Regions from separate parts of the Muntiacus reevesi genome. Here region 1 is linked to region 2. A link is a contact called in public Hi-C data. All regions are on one chromosome and are shown on one strand. Each heading gives the region's core, a stretch centred on a gene start, on an enhancer-like site or on the middle of the called end of the contact. The rest is flanking DNA. Distances are from core to core; before and after follow the strand shown. Region 1 holds the start of TESK1 (testis associated actin remodelling kinase 1). Region 2 holds the start of ATOSB (atos homolog B).

Region 1 (2,782 bases), core at 216-2,715, 400 kb after region 2:
ATGAAGCATCATCAGCGCTGCCTTGTTAATCAGTCTTCCTGCCTCCACACAACCACTACAGTAATCTGTCTAAATGGGCAACCTGGCTCCTATGCTTGGAATTACTATTACCAACTATGGATATTCTGAAACTTGGATAAAGGGTCAGACACGAGTAGATTAAAATATTATATTGCTTAAACAAAAGGAAGCATAAATTCCTAGTGTTTATTGGGCTTCCCTGGCGGCTCAGATGGTAAAGAAGTTGCTTGTAATACTGAGACCAGGGTTCCATCCCTGGGTTGGGAAAATACCCTGAAGAAGGGAGTGGCAACCCGCTCCAGTATTCTTGCCTGGAGAGTTCCATGGACAGAGGAGCTACAGTCCATGGGATTACAAAGAGTGGGACACGACTGAGTGACACTTTCACTTTTCACAGATCTTAAACAACTACAGAAAGCAAACTTACAAAAGAAATATTGTAGATGTTAACATTTAATGTGACAAATGAGCTTGTTTTGCTGAGACAAAATTGCCTCTGGAGGAATGAACATGATGCATATGGCCTGTCTATACCGGCAGTGGAAGGACTGTGAATCACTCTGGCTCTTTCTCCTACCTTGTGCGAAAACTTCCCTTGTACCGAGACCTTCTCTCGACCCTCCTGCACTGTTTATAATTTAAGATTGCTTTATTCGTTTCTCATTAGCTCTTAACAATTAAGTAGTACGAGGCTCTCACTCCATAAACATGGGATAAGACTCTGTTAGAAGGTAGTCACCCACACGGATGCGGACTGTGCAATTAACTTTCTTTTTAGCTTATCACAGAAATAAAAATAGCACTTTAGAGTTTCTGAAAAGAATTCAGACTCGCTCCCTCAAAGCTCTGTCGCAGACTGTTTCGCCGCAGGCCCGCAGCCTCCGCTCCTGCCGGCCTCCGCTGCGCCGCTAGGTGGCAAGCGGCTCACCGACGCCCACCACCGCTCTTCCCAGACCTGTCACCGGGATCGGGTGACGTCACCCATCCCAGGCGATGATTGGCTATACCGACGGGGACAGGGGGCGGAGCCAGCGAGAAGAGAAAGCGTTGGGTACGGCGAGCGCAGCGTTCCTGAGGCGGTGCGCGCGCACTCGGGACCTCGCGCCGCTCTAGCGGCCGCTGGCAGAACTTCCGCCCGCCCGGGCCGGCAGACCCGATTCCTACGTAACGGGGGCGGTACCTGTCTAGAGGGGTCACTCTGACACGGGCCACACTGAGGGGAGGAGTCAGGTCGAGAGGAGGGGTCACAATGGCTGGTGGAGTCACTCTGAGAGGTGGGGTCTCGCTGGGCAGGAGGAACACACCTAGGAGGGTTGTCACTCCGAGGGGTTCTGGTACCCACTGGCGCTGGCGGGCGGTGTCATACTGAGCGGCCTCACGGGGAGAAGCCTCCGAAGGAAAGCGTTCCTTGAGGGGCGGGGTTTTGCTAAGGGGTGGGATCTTGCGCTTAGAGGGGCGTCTCTACAGGTGGAGTCCTCTCTTTTGAGAGAGAAGGGCATTCGGACGAAATAGTAAAAAGGAAGGTGCAGGCTGGGTGGTCGCTTGACGAGGCTCTGGAATCTGAACTTTATTCGAGGGAGGCGGGATGGATGAGGAGGCGGGGCCACACTTGGAACGGGCTGGCCGAGGGCTCGCTGCAGTCTCGGGGCATCACCACCCCCCGAGAAGGTAGAAAGTGTCAGGGAGTCCGGAGGTTTAAGGTGTAAAGGTCGAGACCTGGGAAATGGGCAGGCTGGGCCAGGGCGGAGGCTGGGAAGGTAGGTAGGTTGCTGGGCCACCTCCGATTGTGGCTGGGCCAAAAGGATCCATTTTTCAGCCCTGCGGGTCCTTTGAGCCCGGGAATCGCGCGGCTCCCTAAGCCGAGTTGTCAACCGCCACTGACCCGAAGGAGGGAGAGGAGAAAGGACTCCCAGGGCAGTTAAAAGACATTTGAACTGCGCGTACGCAGCCCTTAATTCCCTTCAGTTATTCAGCTCAGGCCTGACCTCATTTGACCCCGACGCCCCAGACCCACTGGCCTAGGGCACAGTGGCTTCCGGTTGCCGGGTGCGCACCTGAGGGGGCGTGGCCGCTGCCCGGCGGCCAGGCTCGAAGGAGTTAATCGGAGGCCCGGCTCAGCCCCGCCCCCGGCAGGCCGCGGAGCCTGAGCCCCAGCGGCGAAGCGGCGCGGCCGCCGCCCGCCCGCCCGCCCGCCCGCCTCCGCCTGCGGGGAGCCGGCCCGCCTGCCCGCCGGCGCCCGGGAGCGCCACCTCCACCGCCCGGCCCAGGCCCAGGCCCAGGCCCTGCGCAGAGCGGAGCGGAGCGGCGTCCACCCGGGCCCAGCGAGCCGGCGAGGCGGGGGCGGGCCCAGGATCTTCGGCGAATCTTCTATTCTCTAGGGCAGGAGCGGGATCCCGGGCGCCCCTGATCCGTCTGGGCCCGCTCCCATGGCGAGCGCGGCCTGCCCGGGGCCCGGGGACCCTGCCATGTGAGGCAGGCCCCGGCCTGGGGGCCCGGCCATGGCCGGGGAACGGCCCCCACTACGGGGCCCTGGGCCCGGGCCTGGAGAGGCGCCGGGGGAGGGGCCCCCGGGGCCGGGGGGCGCGGGAGGAGGCCCGGGCCGGGGCCGCCCCTCCTCCTACCGGGCTCTCCGCAGCGCCGTGTCCAGCCTGGCACGCGTGGACGATTTCCACTGCGCCGAGAAGATCGGGGCCGGCTTCTTCTCTGAGGTCTACAAGGTAGGACCAGCAGAGAGGGCAGAGGGGCAGGACCGAGCCTCAGA
Region 2 (2,700 bases), core at 189-2,688:
CTGGCACAACATCAAGTCCCCTCAGGGAATCAGAGACTAGGCCCTAGTCTGGTTCAGATGGACAGATTCCAAGCCAGGAGGCTGGGGAGCCATTCCCTGTCCCTCCCCCAGTGGAGACTGGAACCTCCCTTCCCAGTTCAGCCAACAATAGTCGCTCACCTCTCAAAGCATGCATCGCAGACCCTCAGTACTTTTCATCATTTCCCTCTCCCACAGAAGCCCAGAATTTTTGAGGGAATTAGGGTTCCCTACCCAGGAGAAGGAAAAGTGTGCAGAAATCAGTTTGTGACAAGTGGTAAAAATGTGTCTACCACTCACTTGGGGGCTGCTGGGAGAGCCCTTGGTAGTAGTGAGGGTGAGGTCTGGGCCTTGCAGCTGGTTACCTAGGTCTCTGGGCACTGAGTACAAAGTCTGGGGCAGGGCACAGCTCCGGGACAGGCAAGGACCAGGCCAGGCCCCAGGCGAGGAAGGAAGTGGGGAATGAGCACACCCAGAGCAGAAGGGCAGGGCAAAGCGGGGGAGGAGGGGAAAGACAGGGACTAAGGCAAGCTTCTAGGAGGAACAGGAACCAGTGAGGGGTTACCCGGAACCTAAGAGGGGAGGGTCCCCAGGGACACCAGCTAAGGGAAAAATATCCCAGTCTCAGCCAGACAGATCCAAAGCCGACTGAGACAGTCACTCAAGCTCTAGTAGCAAGTGGGGCCTGCATCCTCTCTGAATGCTCAGGCCTGAAGGTGGAGTTAGGAGCTGAGGAGCCAGGAACAGTACAGACTGGCTTCTTCACCCCACTAATCCCATCACTCTTATCCCCGAGACACAGTACAGAAACCTCTTCCTGGAGTCTCTACAAAGCCTCCAGACTTTCCCAAGGCCCTAGGGGTTCTTCCCTCCTCAGCTGGGGCCTGCAGCCCCTTCCCCTCGACACAGTGCCCACAGCCCCCATACCTTCTTCCTCCACACAGTCCCTCCCACACTCTGGACCACCAGCCCATCTCCATCCACAACGCCCCCTCCACTCTCCCCCTGAAGCGCCTTCATATCCCCTCCCCCTCAAGTATCATCTCCAACGCTTCACTTCAGCTCACCCCTCACATTGTACTTCCCAGCCTCACAAAGCACTCCCGCCCTTCCCCCACAAGGGTACCGGAGAATGCACCTCTTAGCCCAAACACTGAGCCCCCTCCTCTTCTCCCAGCTGTTTCACTCCACCCCCACCCCAGCATTTCTCCAGATCTTCTCCCTCCCTGCCGTGATCCTCCCTCCTCACGTCTAGCCAAGCGCACCCCCGTACTTGTCCATTCTTCCAGGCGCCCCCGCCCCACACCTGTAGTTCCGTGAGTCCCGTGGCAACCGGGGAGGTAGTGGATGGGAGCAGTTACATAGCTGCCCTAGCTGCAGCCTCGGCCTGCAAACCTCGCCCCTTGGGTCCGAGCCCCGCCCCCGCAACGACACGACCCACCCTCTCCGTGGTCCCACCTCCCACCTTCCCCGGGCTCGTCCCCTTTCCCAGTTTCTTTAATTCCTGGGGCTCCTCCCCTGTAATTCAGGTCCTGCCCTTCCTGGCTCCGCCCCTTCTTGTCTTGGCGTCTCCACATTGAACCTCTGCTCGTCTCTCGTCCCACCCCGGTCCCCGCCCCACCCTTGGTCCCCGCCCCCTCCTGGTCCTCGCCTTTCACTCGGATCCGCCCCCTCGGATTCCAGGCTGGCAGAACCGGTGCCAGGCTCGCTTCCACAGCTAGCCCCCTCCCATCTCGGAGCCTCTCCTCCCCCCGCCCCTCCTCTGGCTGGCCTCACCCCGGCGCTGGCGCGGCAGCCCGGAGCCGCTGGTTTTGATTGGCGGCGGTGGCCCCAGTGGATGGCGGAGGAGGCAAAGTGACGGCTGCAGGTCGCCTGAGGGCCCACCCCGGCCACGTGCGGCTTCTGTGATGACAGGTCTGAGGGGGCGGGGCCTCAGCCCGCAGGGCGCTGGCCCGGGCTGACCGGATCCGGCTGGAGCTGGGGAGCCAGAACCTGCGCCAGAGCGCTCGCTTGCGGGCGCCCGAACCTGGTTGGAGCCCTCCCAGGCTTTCTAGCTGGTGCGAGCTGCCTGCGGAACTTGAGCCTCTCAGTGAAGGCGTCTGGGTTAGCGCGCGTGTTTGCCCTAGTGGGGGAGATCTGTAGGGTTTGCAGAGTAGTGCAAAAAGCTTCAGAATTCTGTGAAAATGCGGAAATCTGGTTGGCGGGAGCCTCAAATCTGTGAGGAAGTGCAGTTTCTGTTACCTACGGCGAGCAGCAGACAGGCAGGAAGAGTTACGTCTGTAGCTGTGAGGTAGGTCAGCGAGAAGTCTGTGAACTTCATGAGCCAAAGCAGAGCCTTTGCTTTGTCTAAGTGTCGACTGGACTGTGTGACTGTCACACACGTTCTGTAATTTAATTAGCGCTTGAGTCTTCCACTTCCCGGGAGCCCCATGAGTTCCCAAGGTATGTCCAGGGGAGGGCGACGCTTACGAGCTACCGGTAGATGGCAGCACAAGTCCCTTGCAGAGCTGAGTGGCTCTAGTGAGCTTCTCGATGGAGCCGGAGGTATTGGTGGCTGTGTGATGGACTGGACCTAGTAAAGTTCTCTCAAAGTCTCAGATTCTTTAGATCTCTGTGACTTTCTTTCTGTGAGTAGTTAACTGTGAGGCGAGCAGAAGTAACGTAACTTAGATTAGGAGGAGG

The links. A called contact is a pair of places that touch in the nucleus more often than the background predicts.
Region 1: a Hi-C map of muscle shows a contact between it and region 2, with 2.9 times the contacts expected there. The contact joins the promoter of TESK1 here to the promoter of ATOSB in region 2. A contact is called at or near these places in 2 of 3 Hi-C or Micro-C datasets (blood and muscle).

Annotation. Positions count from the first base shown.
Region 1 is chr17:55,757,005-55,759,786 of mMunRee1.1, forward strand. It overlaps TESK1 (testis associated actin remodelling kinase 1), which reads left to right and starts at 1,466. Exons shown (of 10, transcript XM_065908132.1): 1 at 1,466-2,738. The coding sequence starts at 2,520.
Region 2 is chr17:55,359,066-55,361,765 of mMunRee1.1, forward strand. ATOSB (atos homolog B) reads right to left here and starts at 1,439. Exons shown (of 9, transcript XM_065908279.1): 1 at 1,325-1,439.